Linked DNA regions of Sus scrofa: regions 1 and 3 are each linked to region 2. A link is a contact called in public promoter capture Hi-C data. All regions are on one chromosome and are shown on one strand. Each heading gives the region's core, a stretch centred on a gene start, on an enhancer-like site or on the middle of the called end of the contact. The rest is flanking DNA. Distances are from core to core; before and after follow the strand shown.

What was found. Promoter capture Hi-C pulls out the DNA fragments that hold promoters and counts their contacts.
Region 1: a contact with region 2 is called in a promoter capture Hi-C map of fetal skeletal muscle, with 5 times the contacts expected there. The contact joins the promoter of DDRGK1 here to the promoter of MRPS26 in region 2. A contact is called at or near these places in 2 of 5 promoter capture datasets (fetal skeletal muscle and liver), 3 of 47 Hi-C or Micro-C datasets (heart right ventricle and liver) and 1 of 2 datasets of contacts at active chromatin or transcription factors (alveolar macrophages).
Region 3: a contact with region 2 is called in a promoter capture Hi-C map of liver, with 3 times the contacts expected there. The contact joins the promoter of PCED1A here to the promoter of MRPS26 in region 2. A contact is called at or near these places in 2 of 5 promoter capture datasets (fetal liver and liver) and 1 of 47 Hi-C or Micro-C datasets (liver).

What each region holds. Positions count from the first base shown.
Region 1 is chr17:32,478,112-32,482,066 of Sscrofa11.1, reverse strand. DDRGK1 (DDRGK domain containing 1) reads right to left here and starts at 2,086. Exons shown (of 9, transcript NM_001190212.1): 1 at 1,919-2,086; 2 at 521-718. The coding sequence starts at 2,009.
Region 2 is chr17:32,629,948-32,633,853 of Sscrofa11.1, reverse strand. MRPS26 (28S ribosomal protein S26, mitochondrial) reads left to right here and starts at 2,420. Exons shown (of 4, transcript XM_001924808.5): 1 at 2,420-2,673; 2 at 2,787-2,933; 3 at 3,018-3,141. The coding sequence starts at 2,462. GNRH2 (progonadoliberin-2) reads left to right here. Exons shown (of 3, transcript XM_005672785.3): 1 at 1-1,067; 2 at 1,212-1,348; 3 at 2,140-2,426. The coding sequence starts at 911. The coding sequence ends at 2,178.
Region 3 is chr17:32,824,717-32,828,819 of Sscrofa11.1, reverse strand. PCED1A (PC-esterase domain containing 1A) reads right to left here and starts at 2,639. Exons shown (of 8, transcript NM_001243864.1): 1 at 2,383-2,639; 2 at 1,935-2,094; 3 at 1,329-1,408; 4 at 979-1,217; 5 at 721-871; 6 at 384-630. The coding sequence starts at 2,058. It overlaps VPS16 (vacuolar protein sorting-associated protein 16 homolog), which reads left to right and starts at 2,846. Exons shown (of 24, transcript XM_003134328.4): 1 at 2,846-3,000. The coding sequence starts at 2,948.

The DNA.
Region 1 (3,955 bases), core at 837-3,336, 150 kb after region 2:
GTTGAGTACTGGAGAGACATTCTTTCCCACAATCCACAGAGCACTGTTAGTTTCCCAGCACCAGGGATATGGGGGCCTCTGCCAACAAAAAGCCTCTATCCCCACACACTTCTAGGGTTATGGTTGATGACACTCTAGAAACCGCGCAAGCTCATGGCCAGGCACTCTAGTCCTAGGGTGAAGCCCTCAGGGGATGAGGGTGCCCACACCAGGAAGAGTGCTAGGAAAGAAGGAATGGACTATGGAACTTTCTAGGTCAATCTAAAGACCCCTGCCCTCCTGATTCGCACTGAGAGCCAAAATGAAGGAAGAAGAAGTTGGCCCAATGGAATAAGGATCAGGGTCCAGGACTGCTAGTCCCCAGGACCAGAGGCTGGGTCCTAAGTCTCCCCTAACTACCTCCTACGGCTCCCAGACATCCCTCCCACACTATGGCTTCACACTCCACTCTTCTGCCCAGCTTTGCAGGGTACTCTCACCCTCTAAAGGCCCCCTCTCCACCAGGCTGGGCCCCTCTCACCTGGGATGATGACTTCCTCTTCATCCTCATCCACTTCTGCCCAAGCTACCCGCTGGGCTCGACGCTGGGCTTGCAGGCGGCTGCCCAGATCCCTCCGACGCCGAGGCCTGCCACCGGCTCTCTGCTCATCGAGCTCAGGCTGGGCCACTCGGCCTGCTACTCCCAGCTCCTCCTCATTGTTCAATGGCTCTCGGCCAGCTGTAGGGACGAGAAGAGCCCCGATGATGTCCAGCAGCCCAATGGCACATCATGGCAGCAGGAGCAGCATCCTGGAAGCCTTGATCTCATCTGGTCAAATTTCTCCAGGCTCTCGCTGTCCACTGCACAAAGTCCCAATTTCTCAGTCTGACTGTGAAAGCCTTCATAACCCAAACTCAAACCCTAGGCAGCAAGATCACCCCTTCCTTCACACCTGTGTCAATTCCTTTCTCTTCTCTTAAGGCCCCACCTTTCCAGCTGGCCTGTTAGGAGACTACCACTCTAGAAGATGGAGCTGAAGCTCTACCTCCTCTAGGAAGCCCACCTTGACCTCTTCAGACCTCATGTGAGTGCCCACTGCAGGACGGCATTTATCTCTTGCCTAACACCACCTGCCATGGTTTTACCTGGCATCCCAATCAGAGAGCACACCTGGGTCTGAGTCTCTCCTCCCAGGAAGATTTACTGGCTATTTGCCTTACCTCAGCTTCTCCGTGCCCTACCCCTGGCAGATGTTCTGATGTGGCCTGTGGGCCCAGGGACAGGGAGAAACATACGCACATACCCATATGGTGATAAGAAATGAAGGGGAGGGGGGTAGGATGGAGGATGACAGGTGTATCTCTTCTGGGCCCTGGTAGATGATATGGCCTTTGGGGCAGGTTGCAAAACTGGAAAGAGGGTGCCCTGGGGGACGGACAGAGCTTCCTGGAGCCACCTCATGCTCTATTCATCTCCTGGGCAAGTAGCAAACACTTAGGTGCCGCCTTCTTGTCAACTGCTCCAGGGCCAGCCTCGGAGGGATGGGAAACCTCTGGGCACCCAGTGGGTCAGAGCGGCGGGCTGCCCCAGTGAGGGACGGGAGTGTTCGCCAGGGCCTGGCCTTTCTGCAGTGGCAGGGGACGAGGAGAGAAATGAGACGAGACCCTCTTTGGGGGCCAGGAGAAAGGTTAGGGACCCGGACACTCGATCCGAGAGCTGGGATCATGCTCTGAGAGTCCCCGCCAGCCCTCCGTTGCGCACGCAGGCGCACGCGCACGGCCTATCTGATGCGCGGAGAGCGCCGCTAAGCACAGACGGCCAGTCAGCCCAGCCAGGCAAACCAACGCATGCGCAGGAGCCGCGGCGCGACGGCCTACAGAGGCTAAGGAGGCAGGGAACGCGCGGCCCTACCGGCTCTGGCGCCGCAGCATCTCCTACCTGCTGCTGCCCGGCCCCGCCTGCGGGTCAAGAAGAGGATAAAGCCAACGAGCAGAGCCGCCACCACCAAATACACCACGGGAGCCACCATGACGGTGGCTTCCAGGCGGAACCTGCGCGTCCACCCTGAGGCCCTGGATCTCCTAGGCCCCGCCCAATGCCCATGTGGCCCCTCCCAATGCCCATGTGGCCCCTCCCACTTCCCATTCTAGGCCCCGCCCAGGCGGCACGCAAAAGTCAGAGGCCCTAATTTTTAACTTTAAAATGAATTATGAAAAATAAAATAAAATTAACTATAGGGGCGTAAAAAAATGAAGTGGAAATTACTGCAGGAGTTCCCGCCGTGGCTCAGCAGAAAGGAATCGACTAGCATCCATGAGGATGCAGGTTTGATCCCTGGCCTTGCTCAGGGGGTTAAGGACCCAAGGTTGCTGTGAGCTGTGGTGTAGGTCGCAGAGGCAGCTCGGATCCCCCGTTGCTGTGGTTGTGATGTAGGCCGGCAGCTGCCGATTGGACCCCTAGCCTGGGAACCTCCATATGCCGCAGCTGAAGCCCTTAAAAAAAAAAAAAAAAAAGGACAAAAAAAGAAAGAAATTATGGGTTATGTTCAGTGTGACATTTATGTTTGCTTTAAAAGCGCTAAATACCACAGTGTTTATGGAAACATACATATGCAGAAAAAGCACAAAAAGATGCTTGGGAATGATACATACCAACCTCAGGATAGTGGTTGCTTTTTGGGAGGGAAGAAGTTGGAGGGCATTAAGGGCAGAGCTTTGCCTACATCTGTGACATCTGATTTCACTGAAAAGGGAGAGTAAACCTTCTATATAAATAAATTATGATATGCTTTGGTACTCAGGCCTGGAATTTTATACATTTTTTTTGTTTTTTGCCACACCTGCTTCATGAGGAAGTACCTTGGCTGGGGATCCAACCCAAGCCGCAGCAGTGACAACTGTTGGATTCTTAACCTGCTGAGGTACCAAGGGAACTCCTTTATACCATTTTAAAATAAACTTATTAGGCTGTACAAGATTTATTGATCCAGTTTTCCATAGTGAGGACTTGGAATTTAAATACTTACAGGGAATTTAAATCATCCTTTAATTCTTGACACTTTTTAAAAAAAGATATGAACAAATTATACCACAATAAAGTTGTTTACAAAAAATTGGGAAAGGATGTAAACTCAAGATTTTTAAAGAAGCAAATAAGGAGTTCCCACTGTGGCAAAACGGGATCAACGGCATCTCTCACAGGTCTGATCCCAGCCTGGCCCAGCAGGTTAAGGATCTGGAGTTGCTGCAGCTGCTGCATAGGTCACAAATGCAGCTCAGATCTGATCCCTGGCCTAGGAACTCTATATGCCTCGGGGAGACCAAAAAAGAAAAAAACGAAACAAAAGCAAATAACAACCACTGGGAATTTGCTATTATAGTAGCAAATGAAGCTTTTTTGCATGTGTGATGGAATAAATAAAGATCCCAGGACCCATGTATTTGGGGGAAGATTAGAAAAAATATAGACACAGGTTAACACCTTAACATCTGTTAAATTGGAATGGTGGGAACTTGAGCATTTATTGTTTTCTGTTAAGTCTGAAATAGTTCATCATTTATATGATTATAAACTATTATACAATATTACATATTAAATGAACAATTATACAAGCAAAAGGGCAGGATAGCATTTTTAAAACATACATAAATTTTGATAATTATTGTTATTATTATTTTTTTGTCTTTTGCCTTTTTAGGGCCGCACCCTGTGGCACATGGAGGTTCCCAGGCTAGGGGTCTAATCAGAGCTGTTGTTGCCACCTACACCGGAGCCACAGTAACACCAGATGCGAGCTTCTTCTTCGATCTACACCACAGCTCACAGCAATGCCGGATCCTTAACCCACTGAGTGAAGCCAGGGATGGAACCTGCAACCTGATGGTTCCTAGTCGGATTAGTTTCCACTGTGCCAAGACAGAAACTCCTAAATTAGCTTTTTTTTTTTTTGTCTTTTTTAGGACCAAACCCGAGGCA
Region 2 (3,906 bases), core at 1,171-3,670:
ACCAGACCTCTGAGACGTGAGGAGGGAGCATCTATCTGGTGACCCCAGGGCCAGCAGCTATGCATATGCTGAGATGGGAAGGGGGTTGGTGGTGAGCTGCTCCCCCTCCCCTCTTTGAGACGTCACTGGCGTCCATGGGGGTGGAACTGCTTGATCCATAAAGCCTGGGGCCGACTGGCTGGGTTCCGCTGCAGCCTTGGAGAGCCACCTCAAGGAGCCACTTCATCCACAGCTCTCCCTTGGTGAGTGAAAAGGCTGCCCTCCCCAAGGGCTGGGGTTCCAGGACGGAGTTCCATTCTGGGTGCATGGCACCCTGGTCCTCTTCCCCATCCCTCTACCCCTGACCCATGCCTAGAGAAGCCCCCTGTCCCGCTTCTCTCCCCAACAACGCTATTCCTGTGCCTGCTGCCCTTCCCTAGCGTGAGAGGAGCAAGGGGTAGGAAGCGCTTGCCCCTGTAACCACCACACATGCATTCCACATCCCTAATTGCCATGAAACCCACAGACAAAAGGGGCAAGGGGTCTGTCAATCAGGTCCCCAGCACAGGGTGCCCAAGTACCCCTACATTGCTGCATGTCTCTTGGAGAACTCCCCTGACCAGAGTCTGTTCCCCCTCTCCCTACTTCTCTCTCCTGGAATCCCTGAAGGGAGAAAAGGTGGGCCTGACCTCCTGGGGAGGGCCCTCTGCTGGCAAAGCTGGGAGGAGTCTCTTTCCCAGGAGACCTCGAGGGTCTGGACCCCTGTAGTCTGGGATGAGGAGCAATAGCAGAAGGGAGGACATTAGGAAATGCTAAAGCTGCCCCCGAAGTGCCAGTTGTCCAAAGGGACCTTGGAGGAAGATGAAGGGGGTGTGTATGGGGGTGTCAGACTCCTTGAGCGCTGTCCACTGTCCAGGGGGGCAGCCCTGCCATGGCCAGCTTTGGGCTAGGCCTCCTGCTGCTGCTGCTGCTGCTGACCACACATCCTGGATCCTCAAAGGCTCAGCACTGGTCCCATGGCTGGTACCCTGGAGGAAAGCGAGCCTCCAGCTCATCCCAGGAACCCCAGCATGCTCCTTGGCTCCCAGGTGGGTTGAAGGATCTCAAGTGGGAAGAAGAAGGTGCTGGCTGGGGCTCCTTTGCCTACCTTGAACCTTGGCACACACGCGGGGGGAGGGGGTGCTGAGGGGGTTAGGCTGCAGCCTTCTAAGGAAGGGTTCTGGGCACTGCAGCAGGCAGCCCAGGCCAAATTGCTCATAGCCTCCCAAGCAATGCCCTGGCTCCCCCTGAGGACACTGTACCCTGGGAGGGCAAGACCATGGTCCAGTGGCTTCTCCGTGGGAAGCAGCACCTGGTGCAGAAACTGCTGGTAAGTAGGGCGCAAGGCCCCCAGCACTGGCCAGGGAGGGGTTGGGGATGGAAGGAACAAGATACCACTGAGATATCCCTTGGCCCAGCTATTGGTGCCACGTGCTATTCAGTACCCCCAAATCTAGACAGTTTATGATGAGATAATATGTTAGATTAAAGCAAATGAGTTACTAGTGGAGTAGGAGGTAACTACTAAAAACCTCCATAAATAAGACAGTGGCAGTAATGAGGTTCCCCAGACTTCTTGACAGTCTGGAGAAACCACTGTGTCTCCAGGTGCGCAGGCCGGCAGCCAGTGGAAAGTGAGGGGTGCGACCTTACACTTAGCTGTAGGGCCCTGAAAACCAGCTGGTTACTGATAGCTGCACTAGGAATGACTCAAGAGCTCCCCAAGGCCAATAGCGAAAAACAAGTGTAGGGAGGTGGTTTATTACTGTCTTGCAAATTGTATTTTAAAGTGCCCCTTGGGAGCATCTTAACTAAAGGAGAAAGATAAATTCCTGTAAGGCAGGCAAAACCTTATCCCCAAATATAAGCTGGTAGGAGCTCAGGTTTAAGGTGAGCTACACCTCCACGCCTACGAAGCTGGAGAACCTGCACGCTGTGTCCTCTAGGAGGCAACAGTGCATCCGCAAGAAGTGGGAGTGGGGAACACCCGCCGGCCGGCGGCCGATCCCACGCAGCTGGGCCTAGTCGGGACGGGAAGGAAAGGAGGGCGTGGGCAAGGCCTCAGCTCCGCGGTCAGATGACCAGAGCGTCCAGTGGAATGACCGCCCCTTCCTCCCACAGACCCGACCACGACCGCTGCGCCCCGCTGCCCTCCAATAAAGGTGTGAAGTTTCCTGAGTTTTTGCATCTTCTTTCGTTTGTCCCCTCTCTTCCACCCCTACTGACAGCCATTCCCGCGTGTGGCTGGAGAGACGCGGGCCGGGGACATGGGGCGGGACTGGACCCAGCAGGGAGGACACAGCAGGCGAGAGCAGCCTGAGGTGTCAGCGGGCTCCTGAGGGTGGGGGTAGAGTCGCCGGACTACATGTCCCGTGGTGCTTCGCGCGCCACTTCCCGGCACCCATGAAGCCTTGCGGCTCGCCGGAGGCGGGGAGGCCTCGCCATGCTGCGCGTGCTGGGCGGCCTGGGTGCGCGGCCTGCGGGCCGGCTCCCGGCCCCGCTTCTGCTCCCCACGCGCGGCCGCAAGACCCGCCACGACCCGCCGGCCAAGTCCAAAGCCGGGCGCGTGGCGACTCCGCCCGCGGTGGATCCTACGGAGTTCTTCGTGCTGACCGAGCGTTACCGCCAGTATCGCCAGACGGTGCGCGCGCTCAGGTGTGTGCGACGGAGGGGGCGGCGGCCGTCGTCGCTGTCCGGCGTGTGTGTTGGGGCGGGCGAGCGAGCGGGCGGGCGAAGAGAGTGCCAATTTTGGGCGCGTCTCCGCCCAGGCTGGAGTTCATGTCCGAGGTGCGCAAGAAGCTGCATGAGGCCCGGGCCGGGGTCCAGGCAGAGCGCAAGGCGCAGGAGGACGCGGCTGAGCATCGCGAGCTGATGGCTTGGAACCAGGCGGAGAACCAGCGGTTGCACGAGCTGCGGTGAGTGGGGCGGGGCGGGGCCGCCTGGCCTGTCAGGAGACTCCCCCCCAGCCCCGCTCAGCCTCGGCTTCTCACCCCTCCCAGGCTGGCCAGGCTGCGGCAGGAGGCCCTCGAGCAGGAGCGGCGGCAGGCCGAGGAGGCTGTCCTGCAGGCCCGAGAGGCGCAGGCCTGGGCGCAGCTCAAGGAGCAGGAAGTGCTGCAACTGCAGGTGGGTCCCGTCTCCCGAGGGTGGGGCTGCAGGCCAAGAACTCCGCAGGTTTGGGGGGGGGGGGCCTCTAACTACGTGCAGAGTGGCTTTGAGTCTTGAGAGGGGAGTAGCAGGTGAGGCTTTAGGAGAGAAGCAGGGCAGGGTGAGTGTCTGTCAGACACAGAAACCCGAAGGTGAGAGTTGACATTGCATTGTTCCCTAAGAAGTTTGTTTTTTGCCATAAGGGTAAAAAAGTCACTGAGGGATTAAACGTTCTGGGCTCGGATGTCACATGTGGGACTTAAGAGCAGGGAGACCAGTTAGAAGTAATCCAGTGTGGAGTTCCCGTTGTGGCTCAGTAGTTAATGAACCCAACTAGTATCCATGAGGATGGGTTCGATCCCTGGCCCTGCTCGGTGGGTTAAGGATCCGGGGTTGCCGTGAGATGTGGTGTAGGTCGAAGATGCGGCTCGGATCCAGCATTGCTGTGGCTGTGGTGTAAGCTGGCAGCTACAGCTCCGCTTTGACCCCTAGCCTGGGGACCTCCATATACCTCAGGTGCAGCCCCAAAAAAACAAAAAAGAAATGACCTAGCAGGAATGGATGAGATTTAAATTATAGAGGGAGAAGGTCAGTTTGAGAGAAATTGAGAGACCCAGGCAGCACTGAGGGACTGATTCCACCCAGTGGATTGTCACAGCTGGTGTACCTGGGTTTTGGGCAGTCTCCAAGGCATGGTTATCTAAGAAAGCTGAATGTGGCCAAGCTGCCTGATGTTCTTCACTC
Region 3 (4,103 bases), core at 1,390-3,889, 190 kb before region 2:
GAGGCTGACAGCACCAGCCAAGGGGCATCATTGCTCTGTCCCACTGCCTGGATTGCCTTTCCTTTAATTCTTTCTACCTCCCACATCCATTCCTATCGAAAAGTACCCCCACTCCTTGCCTGTTCATCTGGAGGACAGGAGTATTTGGCAAACTGCCTTGTGAGCGCAATGCTCATATAAGCTCATTCCTGTACACAGAGGTGACTACAGAGACAGAAGAGCCCATACAGAAACCCAGAGCATAAGGAAGGAGCACTCAGGGTCCATAACAGTCCTTCAAGGGGCCTCTCCTCCACCTAAGATCTCTGTCCTGTTGTGTCTGAGCCCTGTGCTCTGAGGGCCCTCTTTGCATCCCTCTCCTCCCCACCCGTGGTAGGGCTCACCAGGCGGATAGTCACGCTTGGGCAGCTCCACACCCCAGGCATCTGCCACATGGGTCAGAAGCAAGTGGGAGAGGTGGCGGTGGGCATGCTGGTCCCAGTGGATGCCATCCCGATGACGGTGCCGCACTGCATGTCGGAAATGAAAGTGGAGGTCCAGGACATCGAAGCAGTGATCCCCAGCCAGTGTGGCGCTGTAGAAATTCCCTTCAACCACGTCTCGCCGCAGAGAGCCCGCCAGGGGCTGGAGCTGAGCGAGAAAGTACAGCATCTAAGAGCCACAGAATGAAGCAGGATCGGAAGGAAGGGTCCTCCGTCCTGAGGGGCCCTGGTCACTTGCCTCGGGCAGAAGGAAACCCCCAGTGACACGCTCCCCTAGGGGCATTGCCATGTTCCACACCAGCAGGCAGGAGTCTGGCAACACCTGGTCCATGCGCACGAACACCCGCTCCAGGTTCTCTCGGTAGGCCTCCATTGAGCAGCGGCCGTACCTGTCGAATAGCACAAAGGGTGGGCAAGAGCAAAGGAGTGGATGGCCTCTGAGCCACGTCTCCCTCCCTCCCTGCCATCAGGATTTGCCTCTCCCCCTCCCCCAAACCTGGAGAGATCCCAGAGGCAGGAATTGATGATCACTAGGTCTGGGGCAGGCCCACAGGTCAGCTCCTCCAGGACTCCCTCGAGGTACTCGGAGTAAACACGGGTGAGGAAGTAGAAGCGCACAAGGTGGTGACCAGAACCCGAGCAGAACTGGCGGACCTCCCGGTACTGTGTCCCATTGTGCAGTTCGCCCAGCTGACCTCCAGCCACCAGCTGGTCCTGTTCAAAGCTCAGCTCCCCCTGCCCACCCCCCCGCACAAGCTGGTCAGACCCAGGCCAGAAGGAGGAGGACCCTACCAGGCCAGGATCTGGGCCTGCCCATCACTGGCATGGCCACCAAACGTCCCTCACCTTGGCTTTCAGCTGGGCAGCTGTGAGCAGTGAGTCTTTCTGGAGCAGGAGCACTAGGTCCTTATACACAGCCCGCTGGACTGCAGGGAGACCGAGATCCTGAGGCTGAGAAAGGCCTCACTCCATCCCAGCTCCTTCCAAATCCAGGCCTCCCATCATCCCAGGGCTGGGACTGCCCAAGACCACCTTTGTGGAGGGTTAACTTAGAGGCAGGAGAAAAGGTGAGGTTACAAAGTCCTGGCATTGCCCAGTTACCTCTAGCTGTACACCACTCCTCAACTTAATATGCAGTGACCCAAGATCACCTGGTAGAAGTAAGTCTGTCAAGTCACCCAAGAGACAAATACAACCCACCGCTTCCATGAGGGGAATTTGTGGAGGACTGTCAGGAAGAAAAATGCTGAGCAAGGAAGGGGTGAAAAGCTTGACAAGCTACATCTGTCAGGACATCTACAGAAGTCGTTGGGAAAATGAAAAGAGAAAACCTAGTGGACTGGAACAGACTAAGGATCAGGAAGGAAGTTTGAGATGGTGACAAAGGGGCCAGATGCAGAAAACAGGCTGCAGGTGCGGGACTGGGAAGTGTGATTCTAGAAGGGCACTCACTTGAGTCCCCCAAGATGACCACGAACTTGTTGTGTAGTAGCTGCTGAACTTCCGAGGCCTGGAAATGGACCATGGTGCTTCGCAGCCGGCGGCGCGGCTCGTTGTTCTCCAGGCAGAAGACCATGCCGCCGCAAGAACGACGGGCTGCAGGGAGTGGCCACTAAGCCACGAGAGGGCCAGCACTCAGGGCAGGTTGGCCTCACAGCCCACCCCGAGGTAAATGAGACCTGCTCTGGCCCTTCTCGGGGTGCTCAGGGCTACAGGGTCCAGGTGGAGGCAGCAGAGTGGGGTCCATGGTGGCACCGACCTCCATACACTTGGCACAGGAGGTCGCCAGGCCCTTGGGCCTCGCGTACACCGAAGCGCTTCCAGAGCCGCGCCACCCTGCGCACTGCCTTGTGCCCGCCGCCTCCCCGCGCATGCGCGTGCGCTCTCTCGCGCCGATTACCGAGTCCCGGGGCTCCGCGCCGTTCACCAGCTACCCGGGCAGGCCCGCCAGCGCGCCTTGCCCGCGGCGGGCTCAGGGCTGGATTTCATGTTCCCGCGCCCGAGGAGGCCGATCGGTTCAGCACTGCCTCTGCCCCGCAGGGGCTGTGCGCCCCGGTTAGCGGTCGGTGCGAGGCCCGACGCCCAGCGCTCTCCATGCAGGAGTCGCGGAGGCCCGACGGCGCCTCGGGCCTCCGGACCCCAGGCGGCGACGTTCACAACTCCCACTTCCGGTCACCCATGTCCCGCCCTGCCCGACCCCGCAACACCCGAGGGGACGATAGTGCGGCGGGGCGAGCCGCCGCAGGGAGCAGGAGCCAGGGCCGGGCCCGCCCGGGCGGCCGCCAGGCCCGGGCGTGGGCGGGGACGCGGCCGCAGCCAAGTGCAGCCGCCCACAGTGGGGATGGTTGTGGCGGCAGCCTAGACACGTGACCCAGACGGGCGGAAGCGGAAGTGGAAGTGCCCTTCTGGAGCCCGCACTAGGCGGGTGTCCGCTCCGCGCTGGCCAGCCACCTCCTGCACTGGCCATGGACTGCTACACCGCGAACTGGAACCCGCTCGGGGACTCTGCCTTTTACCGGTGAGCCGCCCCGCCCTGCCTCCCACGGCCCACCTTACCTTGCTCGCTAGCTGGCTTAGTCTCCGGGCGGAGCCGGCAGCGTAAGTCCCCGTCTCTACGGGCGCTGGGGTCCGCCCCTCGCCGGTTCTATCCCGGCGTCTACCACTTAACGCACAGCAGCCTAGGGCCCGGCCTTCCCCTGTTCCCGAGAAAGAAACTAAGGCACACCCGGTGGTCACACAAGGAGGGGTACAGCCCAGCGGTGAAGTCCAGGACTGTCAGCCTCCATAAGGATGCTTGGATCACGTTGAGGGTGGCCGCCCACAGGTGACAGTGAGCGCCGAGTCTCCTGCCAGGAGGTTCTGCGGAAATCAGACCACAGGGGCGCTCCTAGGGGGGAGTAGACCTCACGGCGGGAAGGGTAACAGTGCTAACCAAGACTGGGAGAAGGAAGCGAGTCGTCAGGGAATCCAGGGACAGGGCGAATGAGGACCCCATGTTGGAGCAACCCTTTCATGGGAGTCGTAGAGCCCTAAACCACTAATCTTTCTAAAGTGTACACCAATAACGTCATTACCCTGGTTAGGATTTTTTTCAGTGACTTCTCTTTGAAGTAAGATAACGTACAAATTTCTTTTGTGTTATAGCTGTATAACTTCAATCTCATTTGCCTTTTTCCTACCGAGTCTGTGTTCCAGTTGCAAAGAACAGGGCTCCCACACAGCACAATGTTAAAAGGCTCCCTGTGTTTGCTCTAGCCTGTGGTTCCTAATGCAGGACCTGCCTTTTCCCTCTTTACCTCACTGGAGAATTTTTGCTCATCCTTCAGAACTTAGTTAAAGGGTTCTTTCTGAAACTTTCCCTGATCTAATCTCAAAAGAGTTGACTTTCACCTGACCTTCTCTTTGGGCCTCACAGGACCCAGTGCTAGGGTCTGTTATGAATGACACAGTAGGGAAATATTTGTATAGGTTTCTTCTGCTAAACCAAATTCCTTGAGGGCTGAGAGCATATTTCTTGTATCTCTTTATCTTCAATGCATATTTAGAACGGTGTCTCCTATGTAGTAGTTGCCTAATAAAGTTTTTTTTTTAAGACTGTTGATTGTGACTAAAGATCACCAA